Linked DNA regions of Sus scrofa: regions 1 and 2 are each linked to region 3. The links are chromatin contacts, called in public Hi-C and targeted proximity ligation maps. All regions are on one chromosome and are shown on one strand. The core of a region is the stretch at or near the end of the contact, and the rest is flanking DNA. Distances in the headings are between cores, read along the strand shown.

Region 1 (4,189 bases), core at 1,540-4,039, 320 kb after region 3:
CCGCTCCCACGGCATATGGAGGTTCCCAGGCTAGGGGTCGAATCAGAGCTGTAGCCTAGCCACCGGCCTACGCCAGAGCCACAGCAACGTGGGATCTGAGTTGCATCTGCAACCTACACCACAGCTCACAGCAAAGCTGGATCATCAACCCACTGAGCAAGGCCAGGAATCAAACCCACAACCCCATGGTTCCTAGTCGGATTCGTTAACCACTTAGCCACGATGGGAACTCCTTGATTTTCTTATTTTCTTATTTCCTATTTCCATCTCTGTTGGCTCTTGCTCCTGGTTCTTTGTTCCTTATTTGTTTGCAATCTTTGACCACAAGTTATTTTTCTTGGAACTGTATCTGTGGAAATTCCCCAAGGCCTAGATTGAAGATGAGCTCATCCAGACAGGGTTTGCATTGCTTAGGCTGGTGCTTGGTGGCACTGTCAACCCAGAACCACTTTAAATTCTTGCTATTTTGTTTTTAGGACCAAGAAGGAATTCAGGCAGAAAAGCCACAGCTTGTGATTATAAATTGTCTACATATATTTAAAGGAAAAACAGAAAGATCTCCAGGAGGCACCTAACTTCCGGATGAGTGATTTTCTATGCACTCCTCTAGGGGCAGTTGGGGTGTTTGTGCCATGCAGAAGTTCCTGGGCCAGGGATCAAACCTTGCACCACAGCAGCTACCCAAGCCACAGCAGTGACAGGTGTTAGCATACTTTAAACTCACTTTTAAATGAGGATATTGCCCTCTGGAGTTTTGGCTTTAGGATAGGGGACTTCTGCTAGATTTCCAACCCTATGCAGGCCCTGGATTCTGTCTCCTATGCCACAGTGGCACCACATGAGATGACCATGCCTAAATTCAACTTTTAACGAAATGCTCTCAAAGCAAAATAGGCTTTATCTCAGTTTACCTCTTTAGGTACCAGCTTTCACTTAGTTTGTGGTCCTTAAATAGTCTTACTTTCTTGCCAGCTTACATAAATGCTTATTAATTTATTAATTTATTTATTCTTTTTATGGCCACACCTGCAGCATATGGAAGTTCCCAGGCTAGGGGTCAAATTGGAGCTGCAGCTGCCAACCTATACCACAGTCACAGCAATGCTGTATCTGAGCCAAATCTGTGACATATGCTGCAGCTTGCAGCAATGGTGGATCCTTAACCCACTGAGTGAGGCCAGGGATCAAACCCACATCCTCATAGACACTATGTTGGGTTCTTAACCTGCTGAGCCACAACAGGAACTCCCATAAATGCATTTTAAAAATAATCTTTTAGGCAAAGGATCTAAAATAGCTAACTAATTTTGAAAAAGAACAACAGTGTGTGAGAAATACTTAAGTCTTACTGTATAGCTACAGTAATTAAGACAGTGTGTTATTATTATCTTTTTGGTCTTTTCTGTCTTTTTAGGTCCACACCTGCGGCACATGGAGGTTCCCAGGCTAGGGGTCCAATCGGAGCTGAAGCCGCTGGCCTACATCACAGCCACAGCAACTAGGGATCTGAACCACGTCTGCAACCTACACCACAGCTCACAGCAACGCCAGATCATTAACCCACTGAGCAAGGGCAGGGACCGAACCCGCAACCTCATGGTTCCTAGTCGGATTCGTTAACCACTGCGCCACGACGGGAGCTCCAGGTTGTGACATTTTGATAAATCATCCTAGTGGTTTCTTAGAGGATGGATATGAATGAGGGCAAGATGAAACAAAATGATATGATATTTCATTAATTTTAAGAGGCACTTTTCTTTTTTCACTTTAACATCTAAATTGGGATGTCTGACTATATTAGCCAGAATGGTCATACTGTATTTGTCATACTGGCTCATAAGAATCAAAATTTGCCAAATGGATGTCTTGAAAGAAAAATTCCAGACAGAAAAGGAACATTTCTTTAAGAAATGCTGCATCACCCAAAGCCCTTGATGGCATGCACAGAGGACTATATTGTGTGGAAATCATGCACATCTAAGACTGAGTAAAAAGAAAAAAAAAATCGTAAGAGTCGGTGTCTGAAAAAGTTTTATGAACACTAGGCTACTTTTCTATTTTCCTTTGCATGTATGCATGAGAGTGATGTATGGTAAAAATCTGCATCTATAGAAACCTCCACTTTCCATACATATAAAATAAAAATTCGAAGTGATAAAAAAGCATTATGTTGGTGTGCAGTACGTGGAAGAATGATTTTACAACTGATGGACGCCAAACAAGGGATAATAAGCTGCAGCAGGACAGTGAGAGGAGGGGAGAGAATTATTGAAATACTAAGAAGAAAAAAATCCGCTCAGCTTGGTGATTTATAGGAGGGCAGAAAAAGATGAATGGGAGGAAAATCTAGCATGGTTTCCAGGTTTCTGGTTTGGGCAACTGAGTCCAAGTGGTAAGCTACCGAGAGGGATAGGACAAGCAAGTTTGGGGAGGGAAAGTTAAATTTAGGACAGACTGAGCGAGGGGCTTGATGGCTGTGTAGAACCGGTGAACCGAGCTCTCCAAAGTATTTACTTTGGTCGTAAGGATCCCCGCCGCCCAGCGGCCCGGGGAGCCTGCGGCTCTGCCTCGATGGATATAGCCTCCTCAGAGCTGTCTGTCAAAGACTGGGGGTGGAGGCCTGCCAGGTCCGAGCACCTGGGCGGTGCCCAGACAACCGAACCTCTGCTGCTCCCAGGGTTTGGGAGTCCCGGCTGCCACGCGCCAACCTGCTTGCCGCTGTAGGCGGAAACGGCGTGATTGGCTGGAGACGCGGGCCGTGGGCGGGCCCGGACCGAGGAACTGCTCAGCGATTGGCTTGGAGGCACCAAAAAAGCCCAACTCAAACTGCTGGAGCCGACCCTCCAGGAGGGGGGCCATAGTTCCACCCATCCCTGTCGCTTAGTCAGACAGGTAAGCAAACCACAGTTGTATTGGCCACATCCTCCCAGCATCGCTCATTTTCCGGGTCCGAATGATAAGAGAGCCGTGACTGGCGAATTTCCAGGGGCGGGCACTGTAGGCTTTATTCCCTGCTTCATTTCAGGACTGGCGTCTGTTCTTGGCGGGGATTGGTCCACAGGTTTATCAGCGTGATCCGGGGGCGTGACCAGCACTAATAAAGACTGGGGCCTGAGCGGCCGCTGCAGTGAGTTCCACCGCAGCTAGAGCTCCAGGTGGTCAGCAAGAGGAGGAGCGTGGCGTTGCCGTCGGTTTCACCGCAGAGTTCCCTGACCCGGTGTCACGCCGCAGCCTCCGGAGAGGAGACAGACCTCTCCTTCCTCTGTTTGAGACATGTGAGTTGACTCTGGTGTGGGGGGCGCGACACCTCCTTGCCAACTCTCACCCCCAGCGCAGAACTCTGCGGGACCGAAAATGGCGCATTGCAGCAGATGCAGCGACGCGGGGAACCACCGCCGCGCACCAGCCCTGGGCCGGGCCACCCTTGGGGAAGGGAGGCTGCACCTCATTCCTGCACCAGTTCCAGCCAGCATCCCACGGGCGGCGCAGGGGCGCGGGGGTCCCACTTTCGCTGCCCCTCTTCTCTCGCCTGTGGGGCTCCTCAGTCAGGTCTCTGTTGAAAGATGGTGCGCCAAGACACCGGGTAGGGGCCTACCCCAGGCCCTTTCTTGTTGTTGGTTGAAGCTGTACTTAGGGCCTCTAGAAAGACAGTCATGGCCATGGGTGCACCTGCCAGTTAGTAACTTGGCTTGTCCTGCAATCTCTGACTTGGGTACCCCCCAACTCTTCTTGGCTGTGAGCAAAGCTCCAGAAACTTACCTGCCAGTTCCCTGGCGCTAGGTGAGCAGCTCAAAAAGGCTCAAGGGGCAGGGGCATGTGATTCCAAGCAGCCACTCATCCCAAGGCCACCCGTGTAGGTGATGTTTTCCTGTTATTGAGTCTTAGCCAAGTATTTAGAAGAGAAACAGCTGAGGATCCCCTCAACCCCTTTCCTCAACACATTCAACTTAGTCTCTGATCATCTTCAACATCACTCCCATTCCAAAACCTTGAGGAAGAACTAGGGCTAGACGAATGAAGAACTTTCCATTCTTTCCTGGAGTCCTGGTCTGGTCCTAGATGTATTTTTGATGCTTCTCTTGGTGACAGAAAAGGGAACAGATTTATTTATGTTACATAAGGGTTATAACTATCTCCAGATATATTACTCCTGAGTGTTCCCAACTCGCTCGCTACAAGTTATTAAGTG
Region 2 (4,573 bases), core at 201-2,700, 300 kb before region 3:
GGTCCTGGAGGAATTCGGCCACCAACTGTCAGAAGAGAGAAAGAGGAAAAAGGAAACAAACTATAGATTTGGAAATGCTCAAAGACGACTTAAAACCAAAACAAGCAGAAGAGTTAAGGCAAATCTCACTTTATCAGGGAAGTTCACAGATGGAAATACAGGTAAACCAAGTTGAAAGTAAAAATACAACAGGCAAACAGAAAATGCAGCAGAACAGACTGGTATGTTTATTTACCTCATCTTCAGAGGCTACCCCCAAAGGCTTAGAGACCTAGAGCAAAAGAAAGGGAGACAATATGGAACCGTGGTGAAGATGACACACACACAACCCAGTTAACCCTGGGTTAACGTTGCAGCTCTTCCTCCTATGTGACCTTGGACAAGTCACAAAACTTCTCCCAGTCTCAGTTCCCTCATCTATAAAATAACTGCCTTCATCTATACAAAGACACTTAGTATAAGCTTTAGGAAATACTCATCAGTTGATAACTACAATTACTATAGAGAAAGCAGTTATCCCAAAGTGGGCATGGGGACCCTCCATCCCAAGTCATCACTCAGGGTTTCCACCAGAAGAACACTCACCGCCTCGGAGGCTGGGGCTCCGGGGGGCCAGGGGCCAGGCCTTAACCCCTCCTGCCGAAGGGCCTTGTCCTGGGTGAAGTGCCCTGCCAGCTTCATAAGCGGGTTGGCACCCCCGCATTCCGCCTCCACCAGCTCCCGCATTGCCATGGTGACCGCCCAATCTCTGAAGGACAGAAATTTGGAACTGAGGTCCCAGAGCCAGACCCTTCCACAATCCACAACTCAGCCCGGATCTGGGGGAGGTGGGCAGATGTCCGTCCTAGGTTGCTGACTGCCGGCCACTCTCCACCCCTCTAACTTTTGCTGTGGCCCCCACCTCTGCCAGGAGTCAGGAGGCTGGTACCCTCCTGCCGCCCCCCTCAAAAGCCACCGCTCTCCGCCTGGGCCTCTCCAGTGACCTCCACAACTGCAGTCTCAGGCGGCGGGACAGGCGCCTGAGACCCCCAAGGAAGGAGCCTGGACCCCAAGGAACCCAGGGACAATTCTGCACCTGGGCTGTAGGGGAGAATTAGTCGGGAAAGGGAGAGGGGACTAGCTGCGGGACCGTAAGCCCAATTCCCCCCAACCTCAGTTTCCCGCGAGCACCGCTGTGGGCCATTCCCTCCCACTAAGTCACCTGAGGCCCTCCCCGCCGCTCGGCTGGTCCCGGCCCACTCCTCCCGCGCTCCGAGTACCCCGTCTCCGCGGCCCGGGTCGTAGCTCAAGCTCCACCTCCGCGACCCGCGAGGGCACCGCAAGGGCGGGGGAAGACCAGGAAGGTGTCCGCGCGTTCCCTCGGGGCCCAGCGCTCACCACCTCGCGCAGAGCCGCAGGACCAGCCGAGGTACCAGGTGCGGGCTGGAGGGGGAGGGGAGAGAAGGGGGCGGGGGGCTAGGGGCGGGGCTCAGGCTTAAAGTGGCAGTGACCGCCGCGCGGCAGTCGCGGCCCAGGCGGAAGCTGTTTGGAGGGGCGGGGCCTTAGGTCTGCTACGCCCGCGTAATGGGAGAAGCCGTAGCCCTTAAAGGGGAAGAGCCGCTTAAAGGGGAAATCTTGGCGCGGCGACTTTGGGAGCGCTCCGAAGGATGGTGGACTCTAGGACTTGTTTGATGGAAAGCTCAGAGAAGAAGGGAGCTAAGAAGGGCCTTCATAGCTTTGGGAGAAAGCCGTGCAAGTGGATTCTGGGCTCAGATCATTCCACCTTTTCCCTGGGGGGGCGCATTGAGACCCAAGGGGATTCCTTCCCTTTCTGGGCCGCGAATTGGGCCCTGACATGGGAGTGTGGGGGTCAAATCCGGGGCCTTCTCCAGCCTTCTAGCCCTGCCTCACTCCAAATTGCCCCTAGCAGGACAGCGTCACTGTCTCCGTGGTGACAGAGGTCTGCCCCCAATCCCTCTGCCACATCTGCGTATTGGGGAAAATAGCGCTAGTTGATGACAAATTCCGTTGACTAAAATAGGGTCCAACGCATCCTGAGACCTCAAGCTGCTAACCTACAGAGAAAATGCACAGTGAGTCACTCCTCTCCCCCGCTTCTTCCCTCACCACTGATCAAGGTCACCATGGTGGCCTTATTGTCACTGCTCCAGAATAGGAAAGCATAAATATGATGCAAGAAATGATTTCTAATCATGGAAGAAGCTTCAGGCCCCACCATCTGCCACAGAATTGGCTCTAGTGTCACACCTCGAGGACACTGGGAAAGAAACCCTGAAATCTCGTCTGCCTTCAAGTCCAAGGGTGTCCTGACGTCAAGAAGAAGAGCAGGAGGTGTTCAGGACTGCTGTTTGAGCAGCAAGAACGGGTTTGTGCCAAAAGGACAAAAGTAACATCCCAGTCTAGGGTGAAGGAGAAGAGGCAGGTAGTCAGCAGGTGGCGCCCTGGGCCAGGCTTGTTTCCTGGCTGGCTGCAGATTTCAAAGGTGGAGACTCCAGAGGAGCATGGCTGTATAAACTCACCCCTCGGATGGTAGAGAAGCTGCCGTGATACCTCAAAAAACCGAATGACAAAGTCTAAGATTGTGCAGAATTTCTCTTTTTCCTTACCTGACCCCACTACCCCTTTTCCCCTGCAGTACACAGATCCAGCCCTTGCCTGGATGACCAAACCTCTATCACTCTTACCTAGGGAAACTCTTACACATGTGTGTTTGCAGGTGCACAGGTGCAAGAATGTTCATAGCAGGAGTTCCCATTGTGGCTCAGTGGTTAAGGAATCCGACTAGGAACCATGGGGTTACAGGTTCAATCCCTGGCCTTGCTCAGTGGGTTAAGGATCTGGCGTTGCCATGAGCTGTGGTGTAGGTTGCAGACACGGCTCAGATCCTGCGTTGCTGTGGCTCTGGTGTAGGCCGGCAGCTAAAGCTCTGATTAGACTCCTAGCCTGGGAACCTCCATACAGCACGGGAGCAGCCCTAGAAAAGGCAAAAAGACAAAAAAAAAAAAAAAAAAAAAAGTAACTAGAGAAAATGAGTAATGGGGAAATATTGGTTTCAGGGTCAGGCTTTGCCATTGACTGTGAAATTTAACTCCATTGAAGAGATTCTCCAATCAGGAGGCTGATGTGGTGTAATGTTCACCTTTCATTGGCTCAGCCATTTGGCCACTTTAATAGCAGAGGAGGCTGGGAAATGTAGTTTAGCTGGATGCCCACAATGGGCTTGACTAAGGTTTGGTGTGCAGCTGGCAGTCTTTACAACAGTCCCCCCTTCTGGTCACCAGTGTCAGGCCATAGCATTGTCTATGAAATTAAACTCCACTGAAAGGATTTTCCAAGCAAGAAAATGGTTGATGTAGCTGTTTCAGTCTTCCAGTCTCAGCTGTTCCCTCTACTGCAGCTTTGAGGGCCCCTCTCAGTTGTGTCCAGGACAAGAGTGCCTGTCTTGTCTGGGCCATGCCTTCTCCATCTCAGATTTCTTTAGATCCCAGCACTTTTTCTGATCCCACAGCTGATACCAGCTCCTCGAACACCCCATCATTGTGAATATTCATAATGTCTAATGTGTGTGGAAAAGACTATTTCATTAGGTGGGATTTAAGTTAATATTTAATTCATTACAATTATAAGTGTAAAACCTGCTTTTGCTCACATCTTTAAATTCAACTTACAAATCCTGAAGTTCTATTTATAAACGTACTAAATTTTTAAAATTCCTTCCACTTGTTCTTTGATTGACATTTAACTCAACTTGAACAGATTTAAATTTCCTTAGGAATTAATCTCATCTACGAACTTAGTAAAATTTCCATAACTGTTTTAGACCATATTCATATGCTTAATATATCTGATTTTTTTCCCCTCATGTACTTCAATTGCCTAACAAGGACTTAAAATACTTGCAAAATCTTTCATATAACGTAAGCAACTCTCATCAATTTAGTTTACCATGTTTGGCTGCTTGACTTCTCTTAGATGTTCTAATACCTTTTATAAGTGTGAGCAGTGTCATACCTTTTAACTAAAAATCATGACACTAAAATCAATGATCAAGTTGGAAACACAAAGCTTTACTCAAATTCATGCAGACTTTTAAACTTATCTTAATATCACAATATTATGATTTACTTCACTGTCTCTATACTAAATTCTACACCTTCTCAGGAGAGCAATTTAACCATGTCAGGAAGGCTGAGGTCATTAGGTCAAAATATTAGCACTGCAGAGTAGTAGTTGTCAGATGGAAGAACAGAGCTGAGGAAAGCACAGGGCTGAGGGGCTTCAGGCTGCCAAGGCAATTTTCCCCATTAACTCCCTGAGGGTTCCGCAGGCGGAGTCACCTCTGCTGACTGCAGGGTGGGATTTCAGCTGGACCAGTTCACAGTTCACACAGCAAGGCATCTTTGGCATCACACCTTACCCCGTATCAGGTAGATGGTCTGCTACTGCACCCCCATCTAGATCTCAGCAAACTTCTTTCACCTCAGCCCCTGTTGCTAAGCCCCTACCTTTTTGGTGTTTTTTTTTTTTTGTTTTGTTTTTTTGCCTTTTCTGGGGCCACTTCCACGGCATATGG
Region 3 (4,636 bases), core at 1,269-3,768:
TGATATCCACTGAAGTCCCCGTCAACCTCCAACCTATCCCCTGTCTAGAACAATCTAGCAATACCTGCTGAGACAGCCAGAGCACATAAAATCCAAAAAGAAAGCAGGGAAAGACAAGTGTCCACTGTAAGTCACAGCTCAGGAAGGAAGACAGGCTTTCCCTAAACGGAGCCAATCTATTCAGTGCCCTTATGGAGAGAGTGATGGAGAAGGGGCAGGAGGGAACTGGGGACGACAACAGTCTTCCTCTAGATCCAAGCAACAGGCTTCTTCTTCCTGGAATGAAAGCCTCCGTGGCCTTGGCATTCCCATGGGAGCTCAGCATTGTGAGGATGCACTCGATCCCTGGCCTCGCTCAGTGGGTTAAGGACTTGGCGTTGCCACAAGTTGCAGCGTAGTTCCCAGAGGTGGCTCGGAGCTGGGGTTGCTGTGGCTGTGGTGTAGACCGCAGCTGCAGCTCCCATTCAACCCCTAGCCTGGGAACATCCATGTGCCACAGGTGTGGCCGTAGAAAGAAAAACAAGAAAAAGCCTCCGTGGCCTTGAAAAATTCTCTGCTGTGAAACTGAAAACAGGGCACCGTGTGGCAGTTCTCAGCCCCACAGATTGCTCTGTACCACTCCCTAGAAGAGCATGGATTACAGCGTTCATGAATAAACTGAGCATTCTTATCAGGGAGGTCAAATAAGCTCTCTTTCTACCAAGAACCCAATTTGAAGATAATCAAATATGTCAGAAGTTGGCCAGCAAAGCCAACGAATGGAGCTCTCTTGACTTGGGGTGAGAGAAGGAAAGTGTAAAGATTACGAAACCTCCTTTGGATGATTCAAACCATTACTAGGGAGACAGGAGTGTCAAGAGGGAGCCACTGCAGGTAAGTGAAAGAAGGGAGACTTCTACCATCTGTTGATAATTAATTAAAAAAACAACTCTTTTCCTTCCTGAGAAAGACAGTGCTTCACCAGGCCATGCACATGATAAACTGGGAGGCGGGTGGGAGCTATGCAGTGATTAAACTTCTCTGCTGGAAATAAAAGATGCTGATTCCACCAAGGATTGGGAACCCTGGAGCTCTGCTCTGAGCAGTCCTCTTTTAGCTCTGCCAGAGCCAGACTTCAGAGAAGCAGCACATTGTCTGAGGCCCAGATCAAAGCCCAGCAAACCAAGCAACCCACAAATCACAGTGATGATCCTGAACTGGGCCTTAGGTCACGCTGCTCTGCTCAGCACTGGCGATGTATTAACGAAGCCTTTCCACTCTGACTTGCAGTTTTCCAGGCCATGAGCTGGTCTGGCTGAACACCCTGGGCAGGGCCCAGCAGCGGCTTGAGGGAGGGGTGGTGAGGGGGGCGGATCCCAATCGGACTCCTACCCAGCTGGCGGCCCAAGGGTGACACAGGAAGGCAGAACTGCAGGAAGGGAGGTACTGGGTGGAGCCTGCAAAACGTAAAGCATGGTGTGGGTGGCTGCTTTGTCTAACTAGTCAAGAGTGGGAGCAGGATGGGAAAGGGGCCTTAGTATCTCCCACGAAAGAAACCATCTCTCTGGGAATACTTTCAAAGGGGTTCCCTCCGCTCTATGTGATGGGCAGGGGAAAGGGGCGGGGTGGGCCGTGGCCATAATTCACCTCCAAGGAGAAACGACTAGAGCTTTCCTCTCCTCTTTCCTCCCCTCCGTACCACCAATGACCCACCTCCCCGCCCTCTGTCCGTATTAACCATGGGTGGAGGCTCTCTAACTCGGCCTTTCTCAAAACAAGCCTTCTTCATGGCCACTTCTAAACTACCAGACGCCTGGGAGCTGCAGTCCCCCCCCTCATACCCCAACCCGGGCCCAAAACAGCGGGGGGTCGCCCCATCCCTCCTAAACGAGACTACAAAATCCAGAGAGCCATGCGCGACGGGCAAGGCCAACTCCCAGGCTTTCCGCAGGAGTCCACGTGGGAGATGTAGTCCGCCGACCGGGTGGCGCCTTTAGCTTAGAATGACAATGACGGGAGTGAGGGACTACAATACCCACAGTGCTCCCCGAGACCGGGGGCGGATGAAGCGGGCGCGGTGGCTTCCGGGGATAGTAGTCACACGACAGCTCCCGCGAATCCAAAGCAACGGCAAGAGTAGCGTGAGAGACTACAAGTCCCAGGGTGCACCGCAGGGAGGCGGTGGTCCAAGCCTTGCAGGCCCCGGCAGAATGACCAGGGCAATGGAGGGGAAGTCGTGCTCGCTGCGGGCGTGGGGAATGGGCTTACCGGTGTGTCGAAGGAGAAGGCGCATTCGTCTTTGTGGACCCGGTCTCCAGCCTTGGGGACCCGGATCGTCGGTAATACTGACAGCAGCGCCTCCTCACTCAGCTCCGCCATGACACCGGCAGCAGCTCCTCCACACACCGCGGCTCCCACTTCTAGTCCCCCACCCCCTACCCCTCCGTCCAATGAGCACTACTCGTTAGGTGCATGCGCTGAAGGGAGGACGCGCGAGAATGGCAGTTGGACGGAGCCTGCCGGCTAGTGCTCCGCCCTCTGCCCGCCTCTCGACTAAAGCCAATGAAAAGCGCTTCTAATGCAATCGTTGGTCGAAAGAGCCAATCCCACACCTCCAAGGGCAGAGCGCATGTAGAGCAGCGAGGTGGGCTCCGGAGTTTTGGCTGCTGGGATTCTGGGACTTTGCGTGCCTTCTTTTGAAGAGCAGAAACTGACAGTTGTTTAAACCCGTCCATTCCAGAAACCTTCTTTTGGATTTGTCCAATTCGAAAATAGACGAGCAGACAAGTATTCTTGGTATTTGAAAGGGGGCTGTCCAATGAGGCGGGGTTTGGGGATTAGTGCCGAGTGATTGCTAACTCTGCGGACCAATAAGGATTACTATCTTTAGGGCCTCAGAAAAATCTTCATAACTCCGTCTCCGACTGGATTATAACTGTAATAATTCCTGATCCTATTTTTTAATAAAATCATTTGATTTTGAAACTGGAGGTCTCAAAAGCGAAGACTGGCATTCCTCAAAATCTCACTACGGACTACTCGCAGCCCGATAAGGAACAAAAGTCCCCTTATCAAAGAGGCGTCACCCCTGGGTTGGGCCAGCCGCGGTCCCTCGGCCCCACGGTCTCTATGATAGACGTCCTCCCTACCCAATGGCTTCCTTCCCTGGAGGCGGGCCTCACATAGCGGACCTATAGGAGCCTGCGTCGGCTCAGCCAATAGGCTCAGGGTAGGGGCGTGGCGGGAAGTTTGAAACTCAGCTTCGGGAGTTGAGGATCAAGCTGCTTTGCACCCAAAGGTGGATTTGGGGCCTGGTAAGTGATTTGAATAAATTAGTGAAGAAGTTAGAGGGTCCAGCAGACTCGGAGACGCTGCCTTGTCAGCTTTATCAGCCGTTATCCCCGCAGGGACCTCTGGCCTGGCTACCAGACTGTTCCTCAGCGGGGAATGGGGAAGATCCGGTGGTCTGGGGTCAAAAGTCGAACGTGGTCGCAGTAAGGGCTAAGACCTGAGTCACTTCTCACAGGCATCCCCTCTTCGCCCGGGGCGGGCTCTGCCCCATCCTATTTCTCCTGCTTGAGATGGGCTCAGCCAAGAGCGTCCCAGTCACTCCAGCGCGGCCTCCGCCGCACAACAAGCTTCTGGCTCGAGTAGCGGACCCCCGTTCACCCAGCGCCGGCATCCAACGCACTCCCATCCAGGTACCCTGGGCCAGGGCGGGGGAGGCCGCGAAACTGAATTATTGGGCCTCTGCCTAACCTGATTTTGGAAGAGCTCTTACTCCCCCAACCCCCGCCACCTCCCTCTGAGGCCTTATTTTCCCTCATTCTCAATCTGGATGAAGTAGGTTGAGTGTCTGATGCCCTTGGCCAGTTCCCACCTGGAGTGTCAGCTGAGGCTAGAGATCTGGGAGAGAAGAGTCAGGGCTCAGACTTATTCTAGCCTTTGGTCCCGACAGGTAGAGAGCTCTCCACAGCCAAACCTGCCTTCAGGGGAGCAGCTGGAGGGTCCTAAGCAGGCCCAGGACACAGATCCCCGCTCTCCTACCCTTGGCATTGCACGGACACCCATGAAGACCAGCAGCGGAGGTTAAGTGTTGGGTCCAGGGAATTCTGATAATGCTGTCACTTAGCATCATTGGGTGGGATCAGTGAGGCTGTCCTCTCAGGCTTCTTCTTCTTTTTTTTTTTTTTTTTGGCTTTTTAGGGCCGCACCCATGCATATGGAGGTTCATAGGCTAAGAGTCCAATTGGAGCTACAGCTGCTGGCCTACACCACAGCCACAGCAACACAGGATCTGAGCAGCATTTGTGACCTACCCCACAGCTCACGGCAATGCCAGATCCTCAACCCACTGAGCGAGGCCAGGGATTGAACCCGCAACCTCATGGTTCCTAGTCGGATTCATTTCCGCTGTGCCACAATGAGAACTCCCCCATGTCATTCTTTTTTTCAACACTTTGTTCCCTCTCCTTGACTTCTCTCTTCCCAGTCCTTCATCCACCATAGCATGACTCCAAAGGCAGGTGTATCTTTTCCCTCCTTGCTGATTGTATCAGAAGGTCACGATCTTGCTTCACTTCCCCGCCCCCAGAGCTCCAAAGCCCACTGGTGAAACAGCTGAGTGATGTATTTGAGACGGAAGACCCCAAGTCAA

What was found. Hi-C and Micro-C count contacts between places; a contact is called where the count stands out from the background.
Region 1: a Hi-C map of liver shows a contact between it and region 3, with 4 times the contacts expected there. A contact is called at or near these places in 1 of 5 promoter capture datasets (fetal liver), 1 of 47 Hi-C or Micro-C datasets (liver) and 1 of 2 datasets of targeted methods (alveolar macrophages).
Region 2: a targeted proximity ligation map of alveolar macrophages shows a contact between it and region 3. A contact is called at or near these places in 1 of 5 promoter capture datasets (liver) and 1 of 2 datasets of targeted methods (alveolar macrophages).

The regions. Positions count from the first base shown.
Region 1 is chr5:64,178,707-64,182,895 of Sscrofa11.1, forward strand. It overlaps VAMP1 (vesicle-associated membrane protein 1), which reads left to right and starts at 2,790. Exons shown (of 6, transcript XM_005653160.3): 1 at 2,790-2,892; 2 at 3,026-3,275. The coding sequence starts at 3,274.
Region 2 is chr5:63,561,312-63,565,884 of Sscrofa11.1, forward strand. It overlaps PEX5 (peroxisomal biogenesis factor 5), which reads right to left and starts at 1,451. Exons shown (of 17, transcript XM_013988424.2): 1 at 1,202-1,451; 2 at 586-748; 3 at 236-271; 4 at 1-25. The coding sequence starts at 732.
Region 3 is chr5:63,856,317-63,860,952 of Sscrofa11.1, forward strand. It overlaps USP5 (ubiquitin carboxyl-terminal hydrolase 5), which reads right to left and starts at 2,519. Exons shown (of 20, transcript XM_001925784.6): 1 at 2,248-2,519. The coding sequence starts at 2,358. It overlaps CDCA3 (cell division cycle-associated protein 3), which reads left to right and starts at 2,589. Exons shown (of 6, transcript XM_013987400.2): 1 at 2,589-3,293; 2 at 3,506-3,680; 3 at 3,938-4,067; 4 at 4,574-4,636. The coding sequence starts at 3,561.